Linked DNA regions of Arachis hypogaea: region 1 is linked to region 2. Evidence: chromatin contacts called from public Hi-C data. All regions are on one chromosome and are shown on one strand. The core of a region is the stretch at or near the end of the contact, and the rest is flanking DNA. Distances in the headings are between cores, read along the strand shown.

Region 1 (6,049 bases), core at 15-2,514, 150 kb after region 2:
TTGTAAAGAAAAATGTCAAAAATGAGAACAAAAGTGAAGAATGAAAGTGTGGTTCTGAGCTTCGTTCTCTAGCAGCCATGCTTTTATTTTGAAAACTCAACCTAAAGTTTGCTAGGGTGTGGCGAATTTGCCCTAAATACAAAAAAAAATCCGTATTCTTGAAATTTAAGTTGAAAAATCTTGTTTGGAAACATATTAATTTTTTTATTTTATTTAAAAAAATCCTCCAAACATAGTTCAGCGAATACTTATCATAATCCTAGAAGAAGGTGAAAACATAATTCAATAGATAATGAACAGAGCACAAACATATGATGTTATATCAGGATACAGGATTGCTTATCAATTTTACCATACCTCCATTGAATTTTGTCCGAACTTCATGCAACAAAGGCCAGTTTGGAGCCATTTATGAAAGCTGAAAATTTTTCATAAGATTTTGTTCTTTGCATAGAAAATCCTCCATAGTAAACTTCCTATTCTGCTTCTCATCCACCAGCAGTTTTCATCCTCTCCGGTAAGTTATCCAATCTGCAAATCAGCTCGAGAATCACTCATACACTGTCTAATTTTCTATTGAGACACTAATCTAGTGTGGAAGAAGAGTTCTTTGGCTTATCTCATTCCAGACTATAGATGTTCCTTGTCTTCGATTGATAAAGGGATTTGGTATTATAAACTGGGCTTTAAGGAACAAACCCTCAAAGAGATCGACTGGTTTTGATTATAGTTTGGAATATTTAGAAGGAAAAGTGTCAGTGAGTCTTCGACCATGTCTAGGAACCTCTGGAGAAAGTGCTAGCAACATCGCTTAAGTTGAACCATGAGCTATCTATTTTGTCTTATATATAGTACCATAAGATTTCTTTCTTATCGATTTTTTATATTATTTTCTTCTTACAATTTTATCTGTTCATGAATATTTAAAAAATTCTCTTTTTTTATTTTCTTGTCCTAATTTTTAAACATTGTATTTATTTTTCTATTAAATAAAATATCACTATTATCTTTAGAAAAAAAATTATTCAATAAAAATTTTTTTGATCTATAATTTTAATATGTGTCTTTAGGCACAATTTAGCTAAATCCTTTTTAATGTTGATAGTCTAACAAGTAATAAGAATAACAAATCTGAGTTGCAATCTTGCAAAAGTTTGAAAATAGGCTGCGCTAACTTCTGAAAAACACTTAGTGGGTAAGGCTGAAAGCTTCTAAAAAGAAACAAATTGGGCTTTACCGTCGGAAGCCCTAACCATTCTTTTACACACTAGGTTTAAACTCCACTAATTTGTTGAGCAATAATATGAAACAACTAATTGACCCATGACCCAAAAAACACTCTTTGACCTAAAATTCTCATCTAAGTCCGGAATTTGGGCTCAGAAGGTCATTTTGATGTTTCTGTTACAAATAGTAGCCAAATCTGTAAAGTTTAATACGAGTTTAGTAGCTATCCAAAAAATGAAAAATAAAGACACACCAAAAATGAATCATATATTTCATCCTTTTATCTCTCTTTTAATCCTATAAACTTTTACCATGCTATCGTCTCCAATACTTGCTCCCATAGCTCCTCACATTATTTCCCATTCATACTCATACATAGACAACTATTTTACTATCGAACTAATTTATCTAATTTTTAAATGTTACGTACTAATTTATAATCATTGATTAATTTGTTTAATAGATAATATTCTAACAAAATTAGAGATCAATTTTTCAATTTATTAGAATTTGCCTAATAAAAAATTATTAGGGATTGATTTAAAATTTTCTCTAACAAATAAATTTTTTAATTTTTAATTCATTTATTAAAAAAATGTACTCCTACATTTTTACTTCGTTAATTTTTTTTTTCATTTTATGATTCTGGGTTTGGACTATTGAAGGCACTCACTAATTCCTTATATCATCATGGTATCCAAGTATCCATGGAAAGAGCGATATATATTCTCACTCGGCAAAGTATTTAATGCAACTCATATAAAGAGCTCTATTCAATGAAATTATTAAAAATATTTATAAATTTATCTTAATTTATTAATTTATATTTATATATTTTTAACAAATTTTTTTATATTTTAAAAATAAATTTTAACTACTACCATCATGTTTATACATGTCATTCTTTAAACATTAAAATTCACATTAGTAATACCGTTTTTAAATATTAATATTCGTAATTTTTAAAGAGTATCGTCACTGATCACTATTCGTCATCTTCTAGATATCAAAGTTTTATCGTTCAAGAGTGAGAGATCTTTGATATCTTTGCTGCACCTGCATTGTGCGACGATTTGCTGTCACATTGACAATTAAGTTGGATTCATTTGAAGAATCTAAGAGTGTTATTAGGAAGCTGAGTTAACCGGTGGCTTGTTTGTGTACCTAGATTCGAATACAGAAGACGATATTGTTTATTGAGTAATTGGCGTTTTCAATAAGAGTGCTTTAGTTCCTAAATTGAGGAATTTGAAGTTTTGTTTAGTTGAGCTTAAAATGTTTATGATTATTACTCATTGGTACGGGTGTTTAAATTTAAACCGATCCAAATTAAACCGTTCATTTAATCCAATTCAAATTAAAAATCGATTAAAACCGCATTAATTCGGATTTGATTGGATCTTATTTTTTGCAAACCGCTGAATCGAATCGGATTTCGGATCTACTTTTCACAACCGATCCAATCCAATCCAAATCGCACAATGTGTTATAATATTATTATTTTATTATTACATTTACAATTATACTTATAACATATTCAATTTGTTATATATTTTTATATTTTTCATGTATTATTATTATTTAATAGATGTTTTATGTTCAAAATTTGATTTATTTATTTATTTTAACTAACCTATAATTTTATTTCTATTGTTATGTTATCGTTAGTTTTTTAAGATATTGTTAAGACTTTCTATATTATTGTTGGTTATTTGAAATTTGATGTTGAAACTTGTTATATATATTTAATTTTTTAATTGATAAAACCGTAAATCCAACCCAATCCAAACCGCTCAAAATTGGATCGAATCGGATCGGATTTTTTAAAAAAAATATCCAATCTAAACCGCACCGCAAGTAAACATAGTGTTCAAATCAAATGAGTTTTTGATTCAAAACCGATCGCATCGCAAACACCCCTACCCATTGGGTTGAATTTAGAATCGTGAATAACTTGACTATTTTCAATTATGTAAGTTACTTTTTTCTTATGATTCTTCTTTTGCTTTTTAAAGATACTAAACTTTACTTTTTTGTGAGGTTTGAACTTGTTTTTAAAATTTTAAAAAAATTTATTAAAAATATATAAATATAAAATAATAAATTGAGATAAATCTATAATTATTTTTTATAATTCCATTGAATAGAGCTTTCTGTCAAAGTTCTTTGGAATACTTTTTGCCTACTATCTTTTACTGATATGTGTATGGATGAATTCTACGATGTAGAAAGAAAAGAAAGATTCTTCTATATGTGTATGTTTGTCTTGTTAAAAGGATAGTGTAACAAGTGTTTAGAAAGAGAGTAATTGAAGAGACTAAATTTGACATATTATAAATAAAATATAGTGTATTTTGTCTTATGTAACATGTAAATAATGTATTAATTAAATAGGCTAATTATATTTATGTTAATTAATTATTAAAGATAATATTGGACCTTGTATGATTTTTTTTATTTTTGGACTTTTAAATGTACGCCCTCTTTCCAAAAATATTAACTTTACACACAAAAATTTATTAATATTTATGTATTTTAATATATTCCTTTTTTTTCCGATAACTTAGATATATTCAGTTTCACAAATATAAAAATGTATTTATATATTTTAACCAACAAAAAACATATAACTTTACGTATTTACATACATTTAAATTAATGGTAATATTTATATATATTTAATTTAAATATTATATCAATATATTTGTCAATATTATTCTGGGTACATATAGATATTTATAAAAAAATATTATTCAAATACCACATATTCTTAACATCTTATAAAAATAGTTTGTTATTAATTATTTTTATATTTAAATATTTTTAATTAATAAAAAAATTTATATTTAATTGTTTAAAAAATATTGATATGACGTAACATTACATTAACAAAAATAATTACTTTTTATCGACAGTGTGAATTGTCATCCAAAAGACTAAATACACGACTGTGTAAAACACATTTTACACGATTAATACATCAAAATTAAACTCACTAAAAATATATGCATCCAAAATTTGTATAACACCAGACATATAGAAAAATATGGTAGACACAAAAAAAATATAAGAAAACATAGTTATTTTTTGGTATTATATAGACGATATCTTGTTATTTTGTTTGTATTAAAATATCTATTTACAGTTGTTTATAAAAAATAATTAAAAGAAAATTTCAAATACTAAAAAAAGAAAAATCTTTTAATAATTAATATTTCAAAAAAAATTGTCTAAAAAAATTAAATATTTCAAGTTATTATTGGAATATTTTAGATGCAACCTATTATTTATAATTAAATTATTATTTTTTTACAATGAATAAACTATGTTATCGAGTGAATATTTAATATTTATTATTTTATTAAACAAAAAAAGTATATCTAAACATATTTAACAAAATTATATGATTAGTTTCTCTTTCAAGGCATATAAGTGTGTTGAAGAAATATGATAATTTTTTTAATATATATTATACATTTATTAATTTAATTTAAAATAAATATTAATAAATTTTTGTGTGTAAAAATTAATTTTTCAGATGATATTTATTATATAAATAAAAATAATTAATTGAATTCTCTTTTTCAAGTAACATGAATTGGAAGAAAAATTATTAACTTAGATAAAAAATTAATGAAAAAGAAAATTTTAATTAATTATTTTTGTGAAACTGAATATATTTAAGTCATCAAAAAAGAAAAAGGTATATATTAAAATAAATAAATATTAATAAATTTTTGTGTGTAAAGTTAATATTTTTGGAGAAAGAGAGAGCGTACACTCAAAAAATATAAAAATAAAAAAATCATAGAAGGTCCAATATTATCTTTAATAATTAATTAACATAAATATAATTAGTCTATTTAATTAATACATTATTTAGTCAAAAAAAATCAATACATTATTTTTATGTTACATAAGATAAAATATACTTTACTTGCCATATGTCAAATCTTGTCTCTTCAATAACTCTTTTTTTAAACACTTATCACACTACCTTTTTAACAACACAAACATACATATGTAAAAGAATCTTTCTTTTTTACGTCATAGAATTCGTCATAGAATTCATGGTAGGTAGAATTTATACTCTTACTCTCTTATTATATATGTGCAATTGTGCATGATATATAGGAAATATTTTTTAATACTAAAACCTTGACTTTTTATATCTATTTTTTTGTGTAAATTTTACTGTAACCGGATAATTCCAATCCTAATTTTTTTTTATTTTATGGTTGGAACATTTGTGAAAGGAAGCCAGTAAAATTAAATTAAATTAAATTAAAGTTTTCGTTATAAATTTAACTTTTAATATCTTCATCATATTTTTAATTACTTAATAGGTATTATTTATTAGTTAATTTTTTATTTTTAATCCGTTCATAATTGATATTGTTTTTACATTATGCACAACAAAATTTGTTTATAATAATATTAAAAATAAAATATATTTTTTAAATATTTCTAATATTTAATACACTCAATTATATTCTTAATATTTATCATCTACATTAAAATCATTTTTGGATGTTAATTCTATATAAAATATTAAAATTAAAAATAAAAAATTATTAAAAATAATTTTAAAATAAATTAAAAATTATTAAAAATAATTTTAAAATAAATTAAAAATAATTTTAAAATAAATTAAAAATATTAAAAATAATTTTAAAATAAATTAAAAATATTAGAAATAAAATTAAATAAATTAAAAATATTAAAAATATAATTAAATAAAATTAAATATAAAAATAATTTTTTAAAAAAATTACTAACTAATGAAAAAAAAATTATTAATTAAAATATTTTTTCTCACCAA
Region 2 (5,700 bases), core at 3,015-5,514:
TAACTTCACATGAAAACAACTGCATTTGAGTCTTTATTATGACTAAATTAATGGATATTTGGAAGCGGATGGAGTATTACCGCCATGGTTGTTCTTTGAGCAAGTAGCATTGACGATTCATAAAGTGGACGCAAAACTTCAGGTACACTCCATGGCTGGTGAGGAAGTTAGTTAGTTAGTTGATTGTCAATTACCAAGAACACAGAACAAATTAAAGAGAATTTACATTTACATTTACATTTACATACCTCTAAGATTATGTGATCAACAATATGAATAATGGACCCTCCTCCTTCACAAGGCCTAATAAGATACCCACTTGGCATCATGTCTGCTCTAACAAAATGCTGCACTGCTGGCATAGCAGGACCGTTCTGAGTGTTGTTAAGTGATCTTTCACACACCTGAAATTGTCAAACACGTCAAAAATAAAAGTTTATTACATTCCAAAATATCCGTTACTATAAAACTGTGTGTGTTAATTAGTAACATACCACAAGACTACCATCCTCCAAAAGAGATGTGTAGCGCAGCAACCAGAAGTCACGGCCAGGTGCCAAGGTTGTTGGAGCATATAACTAAATAAAAAACATGGCAGTGGTTGAAACAATGTGAACTAAGTAGCAAATTGTTAAGACAATTATATCCGATAAGTATATAGTATACCTGCATGTAAAGAAGTTCAATGGTTCCTCCATTTCCCGTGGACATTACATTTAGAACATCCACGGTTCGGCAATCACGATACCATGATAACCGATCTTTGAGTATTTCTGCAACCTATATATACACACAAACACATGTATTCAGTAGGTATCAATGCTTCATCACCATTGATAGGAATAAGGAAGGACTTACCCTGGCAGGTTCTAGACCCACAAGGCCGCATGCACGTGCTGCCACTCCAGGGCAACCATGAGAAATAGCAACGATTCCAATGGAATCCGGACCAGGCTGCACCACCATGTTAACAAAGAAACTGTTACATTGTATATATTATGCATTACTTAAGGAAAAATATATTCCTTATTTTTATGGCAACTACCCAAATGAAGATGGCAAAAACATCTTTTTATGAAGATGCTTTATTCAAAAGTGTGATTTATTTATTTAGCCACACTTTAAATAAAGACAACACTTTTATAAATATCAAAATCTAACCATCCAATCCATCATCCAAAGGTCAAAAGAAAATATTTTCACATGAAGACAATTATAAAGTCTTCATTGTAGTATCTACCTACTTTTATTAATGCAAACGGTAGAAAAATATGTGTATTCAACTTTATGGAAGAGGCAGAACGAGAGTACAAAATGTTATGTTATTTAAGTGATTTGAAAGTTTTGAAACACAATAAATCAACCCTCCAAGATGTGTATCTTTTTTGTACGGAACTACAAGAATCATAATGATGGATTGTGGCTTCAAAATAGGATTGATGGTACGTCACAAAGATGCTGTTCAGACTAAGCTACATAACAAATAAAGAAATACATGCAGTACATCGTGCTACCTATTATTTACATGCAAAATCGCACGAATTTATATATAAGAGAGTAAGGAAGAAACAAATAAACAAAGTAAGCTGAGAGGATCAGAGGAAAGCAACGAAACATATAACAAAAGCATGAGATAATGATGATGATGATATATGTGTCATGTGTCACACCAGAAATTAAATGAGCTAAAAAACAAGTTGCTTTGGTTATGGAGATGGAGATTAATTTAAAGGGTGCATGTACTTGTCACAAACGGACAGAGAGAGAGAGAGAGAGAGAGAGAGAGAGAGAGAGAGAAAGAGAAGAAGCAAAGAGAAAAGTAGTAACCTTCATCCCAGGCATTTGGACCCACTCCACAGCGGTTCCAGTGGCCTTTGATAGAAACTCTGCTAAAGTCTCCTCTGCAATCGACAAAAGTCTGAAAGACAAACAAAACCCAAAGCACTATGAAAGAATATTCCCATAGGTGTAGCCTTCTTCAGACAGAATATAAAACATACAGCAACATACCATCCAGACAAAACACCAACAACCACCCTTTAAGTCCTGAACTACCAAAATTTATAAAATTTCACTATACATCTAAAAAGGCCTTTTTTTTTATCTAAAACATATATATGAAGGGAAGATTTGGAATAACAATTAAGTAATTCCTATGAAATTTTAAGATTACAAGTTTAAGCCATAAAAATAATTATCAATGTAATTATTAAATTATATTATATACATTATATTTTTTAGGTATGATCTTTTTCTAGACTTACGTTATCACGAAATATGTATTAACACAAAATATTTGTGCATTAAACTATTTTTTTTATCTAATATATATTTATAATATTCTACTTATTTTTTTATAATTAGTCAGAAATAGGTTTTCTTAAATTTTTTAATTATACCCTTTAATTAAATGTGATTTTTTATTATTCAATGTTTTTTTCACATACTTTTTTTACAAGAAATTAAGAGAATTCATTGCACATACTTCAGTTCACTGTTGAACTTACCCTGCAGGGCTTGCATCCCTTGGCGGATGCTGAGGTGTCAAGTTGCGCTGACCGCTTGTTACCACCGACTCACAGCTGGTGTCTGTGGTGGCAAGCGCCGCCTGCTGAAAAACACAAGAGAAATTAATCGAATTAGTGTCTTTAATTTGTGTAAGATGCTAATAACAACAATACAGATATACTGAAAATGATGTTTATATTAAAAAGGCAAGAACTTTAAAGAGAAAAAAAGAAAGAAAAGAGGGTAGCTACAAGCTAGGTTAGTTTTCATTCAACCAAAGTTGTGAACAAAAGTAGCATGATTGGATTTTGTTTTAAGTATAGAAAAAGGGATTGTTTATTTGTTTTAAGAAAGATTTAGAATAGGATTACACAAGATATTGTTGATGTTGTAAGAATATAATACATACATTTTGTTGAGTGTGTTGGCGGAAAAAGGTGTTCTCATAGACGAGGTGAGAGACTTGCTTCTGCAATCTGTCGTTTTCCTCCATCAGCAGTTTATTCATTGCTGTCAGCTTCCTGTTTACAGCTTGCAGCCGTGACGCCTCTTTCCGCTGCTTCTCTCGGCATCTTTAATTTTTTGTCATCAAAATAACCATCATTACACTTGTGTATTTCATTGCCGCTATGCTATAATAATTAAAACCTTTTATTTATTGCCATATTTAAAGGTCTCTTTCTAAATGCTGCATCTATCTATCTATGTAGCTGAAACTTGCAAGTATTATCAACATACAGATCATGAGACACAGAGAGTAAAGAAAATAATTAGGAACTTGGAAAAATTAGCTGGGCTGCCAAAGAAAAATAGAAAAAAAAAAACATTTTACACCAATCTTTTGATGGTGTATCATTTCCGTTAAGTGAAATTCCATAGACGCATGAAACCGAATGATTCAGATTTGTATTTAAAAAAACAAGAAGTTTGGTTTCATATATGTTTTGGATATGTAAGTTGATGCAGTATATATAAGCCTAATAATATATGAAAGGAAAAGTTGAGTAGAGGGAGCTAATATTGAAGGAAAACGATGAAAATGTTGAGCATACTTGTATCACGTTTGTATGTAATAAGATGTTTAAGGTAAGACATTTAAAAGCTTAACGTATTGTATAAAATGAAGAGAAAAGGTGTAAGTATAGTATAGGCATAAGAAGAAAGAAATACCTTCGATTTTGGAACCAGACTTTGATCTGTTTGGGCTCGATGTTGGAGAGAATAGGGCAGTCTCTGATGAGTTGCTGGCGGCGAAGGGAGCTTGGTTTGGGGCATTCATGGTAGAGCCTCTCCAGTGCCTCCACCTGCTCCGGCGTGTACCTCACGTACTTGCCGTTGTCCATCATCACCTTACTCCCTCCTCCTTCTTTGCTCCCCGAACTCACCGCCATCATCTCTCCCTCCCTCCCTCCCTACCTACCTTCCTTTATCCCTTGCTTACTCCTTTCTCTTTAAACACCTCCAGAATCGCATCAGATGGAAGACCAAAACCACCACTACTACTACTACTATACTATTCACTTATCAGACTAGAGTTTATTGTGGTTTCTCATAACATTCTTTAATTTGAAAGGGAGAGAGAGAGAGAGAGGGTATATTGGGATTGTGACATACACCACATGAATGGGGTAGCTTATTGCTTATTATAAGAGAGATGGGGTGGGGGTGGGGTGCTCTGATCTACTACCCCCAAATATCACACACAAATAATAATCAAAACTTTTGAGCTGGTTCGGCTGTTGCTTTTCTTGCACTACTACTTTATTTGTTTTGGCACTTTCCAACACCCTCTCTTATCACCACTACTCATCACATTGGGCTAATAGGGAAATAAATAAATTGCCACCCACACTCTCCTTCACCACGCGTGCTCTATAATTCCCAAAACCACTACATACTCTCCACCAAATCCCACACCCTTTTATATCTTTCTTTTTTTGTTTCCTCTTATAATCGACTAAATATTCAAACTAGATCCTAACATTCACGTCCTATACCAACTTCATTCTTAAAGCTTTAATTGCACTATATTGTTATTTTTTAGATTAAATTTCAAGCACCATAATATTCTTTCGGCTTTTTTTTTTTTTTTTTACAGTAACTCAGTAAACAAATGATGAATTAACACTTTTTTATCACATTGGAAAAATATAGGTAGAGAATGGTGAAATGACGACTTTTTTTTTTTGCGCACAATGAAAACAATAGTCACGGCCATGTAAAATCATTTGCACACACTTTTAATTGCACGTCTTTGCTTTGATTGGAGGCCAAAAACAAATAACGCCATTTTACTATTATTGTCCAACGTGACAAGAGAGTTAGTTTATTACTCTGTTTGTTGAGTCACTGTTAAAAGAGGATTGAAAAACCACTGATATTCGAAGTTCAATTTCGAAGAAAAAAATAATGCGATTTAAACCTCAAGAATCAAATCAATGCACGTCTTGAATCCCATACATCACTATTAAGATTTCTCCTTATAATCACCCGCTAACAAGAAAAAAATGTGCTTCCTTCAAATAAATGATAAATAATGTATAAAAATATCGCTGACAACAATCGTGCATATATCTATTGTTTTTCTAATTTTTATTGTTTTTCTTACAATTATTATCAGGTTACTAAACTACTTGATGCATTTGTTAAGCACGAAATATAAAAAAATTTAACTCAAACTGATGCCATGATTACCCACCAACATTTAATGTATATTTGTTTGTCGTCCCTATATGAAAACTACGAAGAGCAATGCTACATGAATCAACTAATGGTCTTTTATATACATATAAAAAGCAAAATACATTTTGTAGAATATATTTGAAAACACTGGATTTGATTATTCGAAGCACAGAAAATTTCCTAGATTGATAGATACAGATGTTCTTTAATCAATTAGCTTGAGAATCTATATTTTTGTACTTGCGTACGTACATATATATATGTATGTATGTATGTATGTAGTTTCTGTATGGAGGAATTAAGGAATACTGGTTATTATATAGTATTTAACTATATATAGAAGCGAGCTCATGATTTATTTCGACCCCATAATTATGTTTGTGTCGCCTCATGAATATGATATATCTTGTTGGTGGTGTTTGATAGATTTGAATGCGCATCAGAGACAGCATAATTAGGGTTGTTTGCATGCGGGCTAGCTAAGCTGGTTAATTTAATTTCTTGTGATTC

Evidence for each region. Hi-C and Micro-C count contacts between places; a contact is called where the count stands out from the background.
Region 1: a contact with region 2 is called in a Hi-C map of leaf, with 7 times the contacts expected there. The contact joins the enhancer-like site here to the promoter of LOC112716089 in region 2. A contact is called at or near these places in 3 of 8 Hi-C or Micro-C datasets (leaf and an unstated tissue).

What each region holds. Positions count from the first base shown.
Region 1 is chr10:99,161,742-99,167,790 of arahy.Tifrunner.gnm2.J5K5, forward strand. No RefSeq gene overlaps it. Among protein-coding and RNA genes, the nearest start is that of LOC140175519, 4.5 kb to the left of the region's middle. Within about 2 kb of position 1,265, at least 1 of the 3 cell types and tissues checked has open chromatin away from gene starts, as enhancers often do.
Region 2 is chr10:99,005,609-99,011,308 of arahy.Tifrunner.gnm2.J5K5, forward strand. LOC112716089 (homeobox-leucine zipper protein ATHB-8) reads right to left here and starts at 4,265. Exons shown (of 18, transcript XM_025767938.3): 1 at 3,679-4,265; 2 at 2,918-3,080; 3 at 2,508-2,611; 4 at 1,828-1,918; 5 at 859-954; 6 at 667-780; 7 at 495-578; 8 at 249-404; 9 at 81-155. The coding sequence starts at 3,902.